3 separate regions of the Zea mays genome follow, and all the other regions are linked to region 1. The links are chromatin contacts, called in public Hi-C maps. All regions are on one chromosome and are shown on one strand. The core of a region is the stretch at or near the end of the contact, and the rest is flanking DNA. Distances in the headings are between cores, read along the strand shown. Region 1 holds the start of LOC100282790 (RING finger and CHY zinc finger domain-containing protein 1). Region 2 holds the start of LOC103640966 (Cofactor-independent phosphoglycerate mutase). Region 3 holds the start of LOC100276722.

Region 1 (4,471 bases), core at 1,006-3,505:
CTGCCTGCCTCTCTGTGTTGAATGTTGTGCACTCATCGTCGTTGCGGTCAAGATGTTGCTAGGTGCACCCGATGAGTAGCACATGGTAGATCCTGCTGTTGTTGTTGTATCTTCATTAGTTTGCCTAATCACTTATCGTAAGTGAGTCATCAATCGCCCGTCCACCTCGAGTGTAATACATCGGCATCGGCAACGAGTACACCGACATCGAGGAGACGCCTTCCCGCATCTCTTCTCGGTCATCTCGTTTGCATGTCTACATCGTCAGTTCGTCATCACCAGCACAGATCGGGATGCATCCACTCAGCTCTCATGATGTCCATTGTCGAGTACTGCGCGCATCTTCTCCACGCAACAGGGTTGTTGTTGTGTCGCCTGCTCCTCGTTAGGCAGCAGCATTGCCATTGCCATCCCTATGGATGTATTGTCATTGTATCTACATCACCGTTCCTTGTGCATAGACGACTGTACTATGCAATATTTGTTGTGCCATCTATCCACACAAGGTTTTCATCCTGCTAATCAAGTCTTCGTTGTAAACTTGGAGCTCTGCCTATGAACGTGAGGCCGTTGTCGCCCCAGTGCGCGAGGCCACCGCTACTCATCCACCCCCTGCATCGGTTTGCTCGCTCCTGAGTATCCGCTCATGGCCGAACTACTTGCCTTTGGGTTTGACCCATTCGCTCCAACACTACTTCATCCAGCACAACCACGTCATCAATGTCGACGTCTCATCCCCACCTACTTTGTTTATTCTGACAATCATGTGCTATGTTGACACCTTCTACCTCGTCGTTCTACGCACCACAATCATCGTCGAGACCTTCTCTGTTGGTCCCTCAGACGTTGATGCATGGTTGGGGCACTCTACCTTGTACATTCGGTATTGGCAACACCGGTGCGTGCTTTCGTCCCTGACGCGTTGCTAGGTCTGGCAAACCCAGCCCACACCTTAGTCTATGCGGCTTAACTGCATCGACTTCGGTATCGACCCTCCCGTTCCCGCCATGTATGCCTCAATTGCATCTCCGTCTTTCATCTACAATGGCCCTAATTGTGTCTACCTCAACATCACCCTCCCCCTCCACGACAACTGCCTTGATGTGTCTTCGTCATCACCATGGTGCCTCTTGTGTGCTTGCAGCTCCACCAACATAGCAACTTGTACATTGACCTCAGCTATCTTCAACACGGCTTCTTCGATTAAAGCAATGTGCCCTTAAGCTCGGCTACCTCGACATCGACACAAAGGGCTATCATCTACATGAGCTCATTATTGGTTTCTACTTCAGTCACACCATCTGCATTGCAATGTCGCTACGGCTCGGGGAGATGTTAGCCCTTGACTCCTCTTCAGTCTAACCGTCTACGATGTTCCCGCTACGACTGGGGGAGGATATTAGAGTATGTTTGTTAGTTTACATATTATGTATCATAGACTGTCATATGTATCTGTACCGTAGGTTGCCTTATCTCTCAAGTCATGTATTCTATATAAACATCCTAACTCAATCCAATACAATCATCCAATTACACGAATTCTATTCTCCTTCACACTTTATTGCACGAACACTTCTCACATGCTATATAAACACTACGCTGCAAGGTTCCTGAGTAGAAAAGCTCTCTAAGTTAGCCTGTCCTACTACGAAAAAGAGACACAACCTGAAAAAAAAAAGAAACAGGCTCACCGTAGCCTCGTTGTGGCAGTGGCGGCAGGGGAACACCTGGTTGCAGCACGGTGCCACGATCTTGCACCTCCGCCGGTAATGCTCGCACCTGCGGCAACGAGCAAATTTCTGACGTGAGCAGATTAAGCATAGCGGAACTAGGCCATCTTGGATCGGGAAACCGGAGGAGGAGAACGAAATCGAGCAAAATCGACAGCCAACAATGGGAACGGATGAACCAGTCACATAGCGCAGATCGATTCGGCACCGGGAAGAAGGAATCGAGATTCCGTCCGAAGAAAAGGAGCACAAAGGGGGAGGCACAGGAGAAGAACGTAATCAAGGATTCAAGGCGCGCCTCGCTCACCCGTGCTTCATCTTGCCCACGTCACGGCGGTCCACCTCTCCGTCGCGGGCCGCGTCTACTTCCGCGACGTCGTTGTCGCCGGGGAATTGCGCTCCCCCCATCCCCGGCGGCGGCGGCGACGGCGGAGAGGAGGGTGGCAGAGATGTAAATAACGAGGGCGATAAGGGGCGTCCAGATATAAAATGTTATTGGTCCATCCCGGAAGAGTAGCGACGTCATGGGACATGGAGGCGTGGAGGCCCACCGCTTTGATTGCTAACTGTGCCCTTCTTCCAATGCCATTGCAGCAGAGAAATTAGTTTCCTCAAGAAATGCATTACATAAAAAATTATACTGTCTCTGTACTAAAATAGTACTGGTCGTTTTAGCTTTTGCTTTTTATGTGTACATTTAAATAAATAAAGATAAAACTAGATACATATATAAAACATATATATCAAATATTGTATGAACATTTTAACATATACATCAATAAAGTTTGAAATATGGATAAAATAGAGTAGCTGTTGGAGAATCCTTAGATCTGTTGCACATTTTACTTATAATACTTTTTATTTATCAAATCTTTAACAAAGAAGGGAAGGAGATAATAGGATAAGTAGATGAGATGCACAACGGCATGGGTCGCACGCACATCACCGGCCTAGCCGTCATCGTCACATCTTTTAGCTTTTTCCTCTAGCTGCGGCCTAGCCGTCATCGTCACATCTCTTTCAAGCTTTTTCTCAAGCTGTTGTTCTTTGTACTCCATTTGATACTTTGCTTGCACTCTCTTTTCTACTCAATTTTATTTTAATCTAGATTGGATAGAATTAGATAGAGAAAAAATATTGTTAGTTCTGCCAATGATGTCTCCATGGATGAATTTATAAATATCAGCTCTTCGATTTTTAAAAAGTGTGTACAATCACATTATTAGCTATTCAGGTTGGACATGATCATATTTTTGACTATTCAGGTTGGACACACTCAATCTACAACATACGGGTATCGACTAAGACATCTATAATGAATGTCTTAAGTTATATTTTCGCTGTGTTTAAGAGGCTAAATATAAAAAAAATTAAGACACGTCTCTTGGCTCTATGCTTAAGGTACAAAACGTAGTTGATTGGTGCATTGATTTTAAGACACGGGTTTTAGACGCATCCATTGTATCACATTTCGTGTGTTTGGTTCCTATAGAAGTCGAGCCAGATCGGAATGAGCCTATCTGATATCGTTAGAACTTGGATGAATTCATGTAAGCGTTTTTGTTTGGTTGCTTGTACAGACTTGTTCTGTCTAGACACAGATTTTGTTTGTTTGGTTGTACTAAAACATGTATTAGAGAAGGGTGCATAACAAATCTTCAAATATTATATAGCATTAGTGGTATAGTTTTGTTTATAAAAATCTCAATAACACAATAATGAAAATCGGTTTGATGATTAAATATTTAATTAGAAGATATAATAAAAAAACTACCTAATAAAGCATCTTGTTTTACGTGCATGTGCTTCTGTCATCATGCGCCGCGCCTGCACGCACGGGGACGCGCGGCCAAAGAATCTTACGAGAGCCTGGCTGAGACTGTCTGCAACGTCAGCCTCTAGCCCTCCCCTCCCCCATTATTGTTCATCTGCTAGGGGCTACAGTCGCCCCCTTCCTCCCGCAACGCATTTCCCTACGCGATCCTCTACGCCACGTTCCCCTTCTCTCTCACGCCAGATGAGGCGGTTCCCTATTCATCCCCCCTCCGTCGCTTCTCGCGGATGCCAACGCCCACGCCCTAGGGAAAAAATTTCCTGGTCGGCTCTGCTGCGGTTGGACGCATCCATGGAGGTCGGGCGAGCGCGGGCGACACAGCGTCGGATCTACCGGAAGAAGGTCGACTCGGATCTGGTGGAGCTCATCAGCGAGTAGGTGCAAGTGCACGACGACGAGCCGGTGACGAAGCAATCATGTGTACGGAGGCGGAGCATTGAAAGGGAATTAGGCTTACACCTAGTTTCTAAATAATTTTGGTGGTTGAATTGCCCAACACAAATAATTGGACTAACTAGTTTGCTCTAGTATATAAGTTATACAGGTGTAAAAGGTTCACACTTAGCCAATAAAAAGATCAAGTTATGGATTCAACAAAGGAGCAAAAAGGCAACCGAAGGCACCTCTGGTCTGGGGGCACCGGACTGTCCGGTGTACACCGGACAGTGTCCGGTGCACCAGAGGACTCCAACTCAAACTTGCCACCTTCGGGAATTTCCAGAGGCGCTCCGCTATAATTCACCGGACTATCCGGTGTACACCGGACAGTGTCCGGTGCTCCAAGGAAGAGCGGCCTCCGGAACTCGCCATCCTCGGGATCGCGCAGCAGCTGCTCCACTATAATTCACCGGACATGTCCGGTGTACACCGGACTGTCCGGTGAACCAGCAGAGCAACGACTACTTCG
Region 2 (4,471 bases), core at 1,466-3,965, 250 kb after region 1:
CACCACTGAAAGCTTTAAGTTGATCAGGCTTGTGATCAAGTGATTCTATATTGTCAAGCAAATCTTCTCCGGATTTTACTGAAGGGAGGGGGAAAGCATCAAGCTGTGTATTTATAATATTATCAACCCCAACGGCTCCTGCATAATCTCTCAGTCTGCATATTGCAAATGGGACGGGTTCGAAGCTATGGTCACCATATTCAACAGGAGTAGAATGGTCTCCAGTGACACACAGAAAGTACTGGTAGTGTCCGGCATTTTCAGCTTCCCAAAGAAGCCTTGCAAGCTGACCAAAAGCTCGATCAACAGCTTCTAGACCCCGTACCTTTAACTTGACAGCCTTATCATGACCAGCATCATCAATGGCCTGCAGTGACATTACAAGAGCTATCAGAATCACACTCAGTATTAGTAAAAAGAATCTGAATATGCATTTTACCTTTATGTGCAGGAACCCAAAGTCATATCCATTTTCTTTTCCAGCTTTGTATTCATCCTCTCCAGGCACAAAAACACGAGGTGGTGTACCCATAGGGGAAGATAATGCCTTGGCTATAGCTTTAGCTTTAGAAGTTAAGAGAGTACGGTAATCTCCAGTTGCTCCAGGTGCTTCAAGGATATCAATCCCCAGTGACAACCCCAAGCCAGCTATGATCTTAGTAGGAGCAACCATGCAAGGTGCAAGTCCATGCTTGGTTTCAAAGGCAGGCACCTAACAAAGCCACATGAAACTTCATTAAAAATGAAGCTTTAGAAGTATCAAATTCAGTAGGGTAAATGCAGGCCATACCTTACGAAGCATGCCAAATCCAGAGAATGCATTTGTGAAAGTTCTTGAAAGTCAAAACTAATCTTTCATATTGCTACTGCAGTATCATATAGGTCTACTATCAAAATTTTCACACTAACCTCAATCCGAATACCACAGCCTCGCAACAGCACAACGTTTGCGATGTTCTTCCCCTCAGCTGCACGCTGTGCATTGATGGGGTGAGAAACCAGTATGTGCGTTATCTCTTTAGAAAGCTCATTGATCACAGCTGCACTGTTTTTAGCTTCTTGCGAGTCATCCAACGGTTCAGCCTTCAGATGCAAGCGGTTGTCCTTCAAGGGATCGGTTCCAGAAATGTTCCCACTCAGCTTTGGTCCTTTGACAACCACACCACATCTGTGCTCAGTAGCATATCTGCAGATAAAATGTGCGAATTACAGCAGCAACTAGACATCATGATCATACATGCTTGAAACAATGATGACGTTTAAGTGCTGCACCTTACTCTAATTTCATATTCAGGAAATGACGGAAGCCTCATCCCATCCAACGCCGCACAGAGGATAGGGCCTTCCTCTTCAAAATGCCGATCCGCCCTCCTGCTGATGATAACTCCAGTGCTCTCATCCAGTGTAGCGAAGTTTGACTGCAAGCGAATTGTGCATACAATTTAGTGGTAAAACACATTCATCAGTTGATACACATGCTATCGTAAAACATTAAATTTTGTCAAGGACAAAGAAGGAAAAACATAGGATGAAATAGGCTTCTTTCCACAGTCCACACTATTGCCACCCAAATTCAATGGCCCAAGAAATTGATAAGTAGAGCTAGAGCCCAAGATCCAACAGAAAAGGTGGTCAAATTTAGTTACTGCATGCACATTCTTGAATGTTCCGAACTACTGCTCGACTTCTAACGAAACTGAGCTCCAATTTAACACAGCAAAACAAAACAGTCAATGATCTGAACAATTACTGCTGGCTATATAAGTGACAACAGAAGAAATCAGGTTTAGCAACAGAACATGCAGAGCAAGAATACACTATGATCTGAACTACCACTAACTTATATGAGGAATCTGAAGAAACCAAAGCTACTCGAGCTGCAATTTTGTCTCCAAGTACGGGGTTGCCACCTTGAAGGCGATGTCGCCGGGCGCCATGGCGAGCCCGGCGCCCATGGACTCGAACGCGCCGCGGCCGCGGTAGTACACCCGAGGGTCGTACCCGAGGAGCGATAGGTGCGCCGTATCGCTGCCGCAGGCGAGCCCCGGCTCCACGGGGTCCATGAGCCCGGTCACCCCGACCGCCGCCACCGCGTCCAGCCGCGGCGTGCACGCCGCCTCCAGTGGCGTACGCCCGCCCAGCGACGGAACGCTCACGTCCCCGATCCCGTCCACCAGCACGAACGCCACGCGGCTCCGCCTCGGACCTCTCCCCTCCGCGCCTGCCATCGCCGTCTCCGCAGCCGCCGCAAAGGCCCCTCGCCTCTCTCAATTTCAGCTCTCTGCTGCTGCTTACGAGATGCCTCTGCCGCGTGCTGGTTCAGCCGCGGGTCGGGCCCGGGCACAGGGTTCACGGGCCGGTTTGGTCACTACAAGAACCGGGCGAGCCCGAGGCCCGGCCCCCAAATCTGCAACGCTTGGCGCTCGCTCGGCTCCGCCCTCCGCCCCCCTGCTCCGTCCGATCGCCGCGCCCCCTCGCCGCCGGTGATCGCTGGGGAGCCGACGAGGCCGGACGCCGGAGGTTCTCGCTCCCTCCTCTGTGTCTCCCTTCCTCCCGCGCGTCCCGCCTGCTCGTCGCGTGGCCTCCTGCTCGGGGCTTCCTCTCGCCGCGGAATTTGGCATGTGACGTGGGGCGAGGCCAACGAGGCGCAGCCGGCGGCGGCGTGGGGTTGATTGGTTAACTGGATTTCGAGATTGTTTTGTCTGGATTTTTTTCCGAGGGAAGCGCGCGCTCCAGGTGAGACACTTGTAAACATAATTTTCGGTGTTTTTCCCGTCGGTGTCTGTCATTATTCGATCTAATTTTTTGGGCCAGTGGGAATCTGCTGTCGAGGTGCTGATTTGTGGAATCTTTGCAATGCCTCTAGACCTTTTTCCCCATTTTTTTGGTTAGGAATGTGAAGTCTATTCAGAAATGTTTTTTCATGTTATAGTGGACATAGGGTGTGTTTGCCTAATGGTAAATGGTAGCATTTGTTTGTGACGGTGGATTACTGGTTAGTAATGTGCACAGCATTGTTTTTTTTAACTCTAAAATATAACTGGTTTTGAATTCGGGGACGCTCCGTAGTGTATGGGTAATACTAATATCACAACTTGCAGTACCAATGCTATGTCAGATTTGTGCTGTTTAATTTGTGGTAATACAAATGCTGGAGTTTAGAATGTGGTGGTTGAACAGCCATTGTTTCAGCAGTTGTTTAGGTACTTTACTGGTTTCGCTTTCAAGGCTTGAAGAGATTGAATTGAGGGCCTGATGTGCCATTCAAAATAAACATTTATAATCACTGGGTCACAAGTGGGCCCAGAGCACAGGTCTTTTCTGGGGCAGGTCACATATTTCATTATGATGTTGAGGAACTGTAGTATTCTGTAGTGTCAAGCTGTAACATTTGTGTGCAGCTATGCTTGACTGCTTGTTATTTGAGTTTTGGGGTTAGGTTACATTCAAATTTGCATGGATTATTTTAATTTTGCAATTTGTGTGCACATGATTATCAATTTGTGTTGCAGCTGCATGGAGTTTATGTTGATGGTTGCTCGTTTGTCGTGGCAAATGCTCGAAAGAATATTGCTGCATGGTCTTCTCCAAACCTCACAGTAGGGTATCATTGGGATCAATCATTAAAACCTTAATGGGCAGAGATAGTTATATTCATGCAGGCTGTTATTTGGTGGGTGTTTGGTTTGAAGAGTCAATCTATTCTAGATGATGTAGTGCTGGTGCATCATGAGTCCATTCCACAAATTTAGTTCATTTCACAAATTTGGTGGAATGAACACATTACTCATATTATTACTAATTATTAGCCTATGTGGAATGAAATAGTGATGGATCAACTCATTCCATTCCACAAACCAAACAAAAAAGTGATGAGTGAGAAAATGATAGACTACATCATTCGATCATTCCTCGAACCAACACGCTATTAGTCTCTCTCCTCCCCTTATATTGTATTATGAGGCCTTATGATTTTTTTAATCATAATGTATCTTTCTTTTCACAGAACATAAGGTCCTAATTGGTTTGGTTTTAGATGCATCTGCTTTCAATAGTCAAAATGAGAGGCCGCTCTCAAAACAGAAAAAAGAGAGATGCAATTGACATTGGCTGTAATAATAAAGCCATATGGGTAGAGATTTTTGGTTGACATTTTAGCAATTGCATGTTTGCAAAGAATTTTGGTAGCTATGTCATTTCCATTCTGTATTATGTGATAACAATTAGGCCTGGCAATAATGTAACTTAGATCCTACTACTATAGATGTTTTGATTATATGTCACTTATGCCATGTAACACAGGTGACTGCATTGTAGGTTCATTTCCAAAATGGTTTGCATGGTGGGGAATTTTAAAATGTCTTCTGTGTTGAAGCTTGTAATGATGGAAAATCACGCAACACCAGGTAAAGTATAGTTAAGATTTTAACCTCTTTTGACTTTCCATTTAGCCTGTGACTTTCATGGATAA
Region 3 (4,471 bases), core at 533-3,032, 130 kb after region 1:
ACACAAAATAATTTGGTTCGTCTTCAACCTTGGGTTCGTGCGTGTGACGGGGATGGATCGACGGGTTTCAGCCGGATGGAGAAGAGCAGGGGCTTGACTATGGACGGCGTAGCTCCGGCGAACTCCACGGGCTCCGGCGACGAGCGGCAAACTCCGACGACGAACGGCGAGCGAGAGAGTGCGAGGAATGGGGGAGAGCTCGGGTAGTGAGGATGGGAGAGAGGAGAGGGCGTCAGATTTATAGGGGAGAGAGAGGTAAATGGAGGGTCGCCGTGGGGGAGAGGAGAACGTCGGCGTTTAACCCCATTAAATGAATTAATGGCGTCGGTTTCTTCTCTATAGCGTTAATGGAGAGCAAATGGGAGAGGAAGAAGAAACGGTCGCGTGAAGAGCTCCTTAATGTCATGGACGAGCGGACGGCGACTTCGGTTTCGGGTTCGGTGACGCGGCGTCGGGCGTTCGGCCGGCTCGGACGGATGGCGCGCTGCTCGCGCGCACGGGCATGGCGCAGGTGCTCGGCAACGGGCGCGGCAGGGGTCGCTCGCGCGCGGGCGTCGAGCGTGCAGGGCGGCGCTGGCGCAGGGACGCGCGCAGGGGCCGGCCTAGGTTCGCGCGCGCGGCGCGGCTTCTGGGCGGCTGCGCGCTCGGCAAGGCTCGCGCTCGTTGGAGAGAGAGAGCATGGGAGAGAAGGAGCTGAAGGGAGGCGGCGGCGGCTGGCTGTGAAATCAGGGGGGCGCGCGCGTAGTCTATGGTTTTGGGGTAATGGGCCCCTAGTGGGCCGATTTAGTGTAGGATTTGTTTTTTTCTTTTTAAATTATGAAATGTATTTTTAAAGAGCTCGAAAATTCCGAGAAATTCACCAAAATTATTTATAATTGCAATATTTATTTTTAGACCAATAATTATTATATTATTATATTATTTGCTAGGATTTTCTTTAAAAAGAGTTGATAATAAACATCCGATAAACAATCAATCGCATACAAAGAAAATGATCAAAATGCAAATAAATAATTAAACACTTAAAATTTATTATTACCATATTTTATTATTTTTAGTTGATGGGTTTTGTGGTGTTACAGTCATGAAGGACATACTTTCATCATTTTAGTGAACAAGATGTAAATAGAGACATGAAACACAAAAAGAATATAAACAATCATTCCAGATCATTAGATTATTTATATTCTTTATTTTATAAACATAGATAAACATCGGTGATATTTGTATTGCATTTATACCTTCGGCTTGTCAGAAGGTGGAAAAGCGGAAGTGACGCGAGCGTGATTACAATTCAGCGTGAACAGTACAGTGTTACTGTTCATCTATTTATAGGCACATGACGCAGCCTGGACAAAATTACATTCATGTCCCCGACATTTACTGTTGACCACAAGACAAGCTGTCAAAGACTAAGTAGTCTTTTCTCCTTTAGGTCGGTTTCATCTTTCACCATCATCCTCGTGTTAAGCCGAAGCTTCTTCAGCCACAACTTCGGAGCTAGTTTGTCCTTCCTTCAGACCGCAGCTTCATACCATGCACACATTCATCTCAAATCCGAAGCCTCCTGTAATAAGTTTATGTTATACTGAAAAACATGTTAGTTAAGTTTTTGAGGACCTTCGAAAGAGGAAGACCCAAATAATTTGGTATATACTTATACCTAGTAATCAGGTGTTGATAAATGATAATAAAATGTTAGACCCATAGAGCAGCCTAATAATTCAAAGCCCGCTTTTTGAACAAAAAGGGCCCAAGATCTGTCAAACTAGTGGAAGCCGACGGTCTCCAGCAAGCTTGGATAGTTGGGCTCCACAACGCCAACGCCTAGGGTTTCTTGCACGAGCAGATGAAGCGGAAGCCACCACACCCTCGCAGCGGCGACGACTCGCCGGCCGGCGAGAGAGGAAGCGACGGAGGGTTGAAGAAGGGGAAGGGGGGAGGGAGGTGGGGCGGCGGGAGTCGGAGGCGGAACGATCAGCGGCTGGGCGGCGGCGGCGGGGGGGCGCTCTCCCTCGCCGCCTTCGCCAGCGCCAAGTCCCGGACCAGCGGCTACAACCCGGCCCTCATCAGTGAGTACCACTCACCTTGGAGAGTGGATTAGCTAGCTAGCAACCTCTGCTGTGTAAACTTGCTACCATAGATCATTGCATTAGCTTCCGGAGTAGTTCTCGTAGCTGACAGTTAATCAGCTGGTGTCGGTGAGGCATTTGGTTGAATTTACTTGAAATGGTATTATTCACTTCTGAGGTTTACTAGAGAACGATTATATGCATGCAGCTGACAGTTTATCTGCTCTGTCGGGGGAGACATTCAGCTAAATTTACTTGATAGCGTATCATTAATGCTAATGTTTAGATAAATTTGAGAATGATGGTACATATCGTCTCACATTCTTCCTTTGTCAATGTGGATCTTTTGACATAATTTAGACAACTGAATGCAGCACCAGAGATTTGGTATACTAAATAAGTTCTCATTGACATCTCATTATATGGGATATAGTTCCATGTACTCAACGGTTCCTATTGGACCTAAATCCATACCTGGATCTCATTACCTTGTGAAAGAAGAAATTCATTTCTATGTTGCTATGGAGAATTGCAAAACTTATGCCCATTATTACTTGTATCTATACTCCCAAAAAATCGATCCGTGAGCCCAACAATTCATCGGCTCAATTACCCACTCACCCAAACTGCTTACATAGAGTCCAGAACATATTTGGCAATCTGCTCGCGGCAACGGTTGCCTCTATAATGTGTATGCCATGGCAGACTGGTGGATGCAGACACCAACGGTGTGAAGGATCAGTGGGCAGGTTAAAGTCGTAGGGGCGTGGAATGCACAATCTTCATCAAGAAGTTCCAGGAAGAGGTTCACCAGGGTCTTAAACCCTTGAAGAGGCCTAGAACTACAAGTAGAGTGTCTGTGAAGGGAGATGTGGCTAGAGTTCCTCTGGAGTCCAACACTGGGCGTGGGTATGATGTCAGCTGCATCATCGCAGGGACGCAGTCTCTTCTATGCACACTGGAACCACTGTTTTTAAGGCGTCGCCTAGGCGTCCGGGCGGTGGTCTGACGCCTAGGCGCCTTGCCCGCCTACCTCGCCTAGGCGTCTAGGCGGTGGTCCAACGCCTTGGAGCGCCTTACCGCTTTAAAAACCATGACTGGAACATCTCTGCACTGGAGAGCTGCTGCATGTTGGAGCTCAGGCTGTGTTGTAACTAACGGTGCATCTGCTATTCCACTGTGGGAGAGAGACTGTTGAACGTGCGGCCAAGTCCACAGAAGAGATAAGGATGGAGAACACCTGAATTTTTTATCTAAGGAGCAGTGGTAGGACGTGGTGTGGGGTAGCGGGTATTCATAATTGTCTCATATTTTTATGTGCAAAGAAGGATACCCACAGTTTGTAGTACTGGCAAAATGTGTCTTTGGATATTCTTGCCTTTTCTCATCATTGAGGGAATCAGTTGGACCAATGCGGAATTTTGTCTTTAAATCTGTTGCGGATCCTACTCATCTCTCTCTTGTTTGTGTGGCTATCTCCAGCAGCTTACTTATCCTCATCTCTCATTTCAAACTTCATTCAGTAAAAAGTGCTGTCTACAGTGCAAAACGATTTGCACGGCCATATGCACGATCTGCTGTCCATGGTTGGAACTGCCTACAGGCGCTGTCAAAGGGCCCAGACAGGCGTCTAAACATTAACAGCAAGATCAGGGGAGAGTGATTTGAGTGCCTGCTGCTTTTTTTTTCTTGAACGTGAAGGAGAGCCGCACATCATTATATTAAGAAGAAAAAATGGTCTAAAATAGACCGATACAAGCCGTCGAAGCGGTACAAGTACGAAAATAAAATAAAATAAAAGAGGGTTACAAGACAGCAGAGAGAACCTGACCACACAATGCACTAAGGCCAAATCTGTTTCAGCCCAGTGCCCTTGCTAAGCACCATAACCTCGCTTCCTCCTTAGTATATCTTTGACAATCATGGCCATGCTGGGGGAAACTTTATAAAAAGCACATGCATTATGATGTTTTCACAGCCACCAAGCCACAAAAGCAACTACCGAGTTTAAAACCTCTTCAACTCAGCTGCCTGGCAGAGTGATTGAGTACTTGCTACTTTTGGCAGTTGAGAGTTTAGGAAGGAAGACAGCTGATTGCTTGTAATCACTACATATATAATGTATGATCAAGGGAATAAAACAAGCAAATTATAACCAATCTACACTCACCTCCATTCTCCATTACCTTATCCCCTGCTGATTGTTCTTCATAGCAGTCACCACGGGAAGGAAGCGACTGGCTGAATGGCTGGCAACCTTCCAAGCTATCCTATACGGTCCCTTACCCAGGGTCGTGACAATTTGAGAGTTACCTGAGACTTTCCTTTGATATCAGATATTTGGGAAGGTGCAACATATTTGGGAAGGTGCAGATTTGAATCTCAGGTGTCCTAAGTCT

The links. A called contact is a pair of places that touch in the nucleus more often than the background predicts.
Region 2: a contact with region 1 is called in a Hi-C map of ear, with 3 times the contacts expected there. The contact joins the promoter of LOC103640966 here to the promoter of LOC100282790 in region 1. A contact is called at or near these places in 6 of 25 Hi-C or Micro-C datasets (ear, endosperm, leaf and 1 more).
Region 3: a Hi-C map of ear shows a contact between it and region 1, with 1.8 times the contacts expected there. The contact joins the promoter of LOC100276722 here to the promoter of LOC100282790 in region 1. A contact is called at or near these places in 2 of 25 Hi-C or Micro-C datasets (ear and leaf) and 1 of 3 datasets of contacts at active chromatin or transcription factors (seedling).

Annotation. Positions count from the first base shown.
Region 1 is chr10:25,652,756-25,657,226 of Zm-B73-REFERENCE-NAM-5.0, forward strand. LOC100282790 (RING finger and CHY zinc finger domain-containing protein 1) reads right to left here and starts at 2,256. Exons shown (of 12, transcript NM_001155696.2): 1 at 2,038-2,256; 2 at 1,692-1,779. The coding sequence starts at 2,138.
Region 2 is chr10:25,904,199-25,908,669 of Zm-B73-REFERENCE-NAM-5.0, forward strand. LOC103640966 (Cofactor-independent phosphoglycerate mutase) reads right to left here and starts at 2,716. Exons shown (of 5, transcript XM_008664400.4): 1 at 1,911-2,716; 2 at 1,273-1,418; 3 at 910-1,186; 4 at 440-712; 5 at 1-367. The coding sequence starts at 2,228. It overlaps LOC100277005, which reads left to right and starts at 2,415. Exons shown (of 13, transcript NM_001150680.2): 1 at 2,415-2,736; 2 at 4,318-4,406. The coding sequence starts at 4,331.
Region 3 is chr10:25,783,100-25,787,570 of Zm-B73-REFERENCE-NAM-5.0, forward strand. It overlaps LOC100276722, which reads left to right and starts at 1,783. Exons shown (of 3, transcript NM_001150442.2): 1 at 1,783-2,072. The coding sequence starts at 1,850.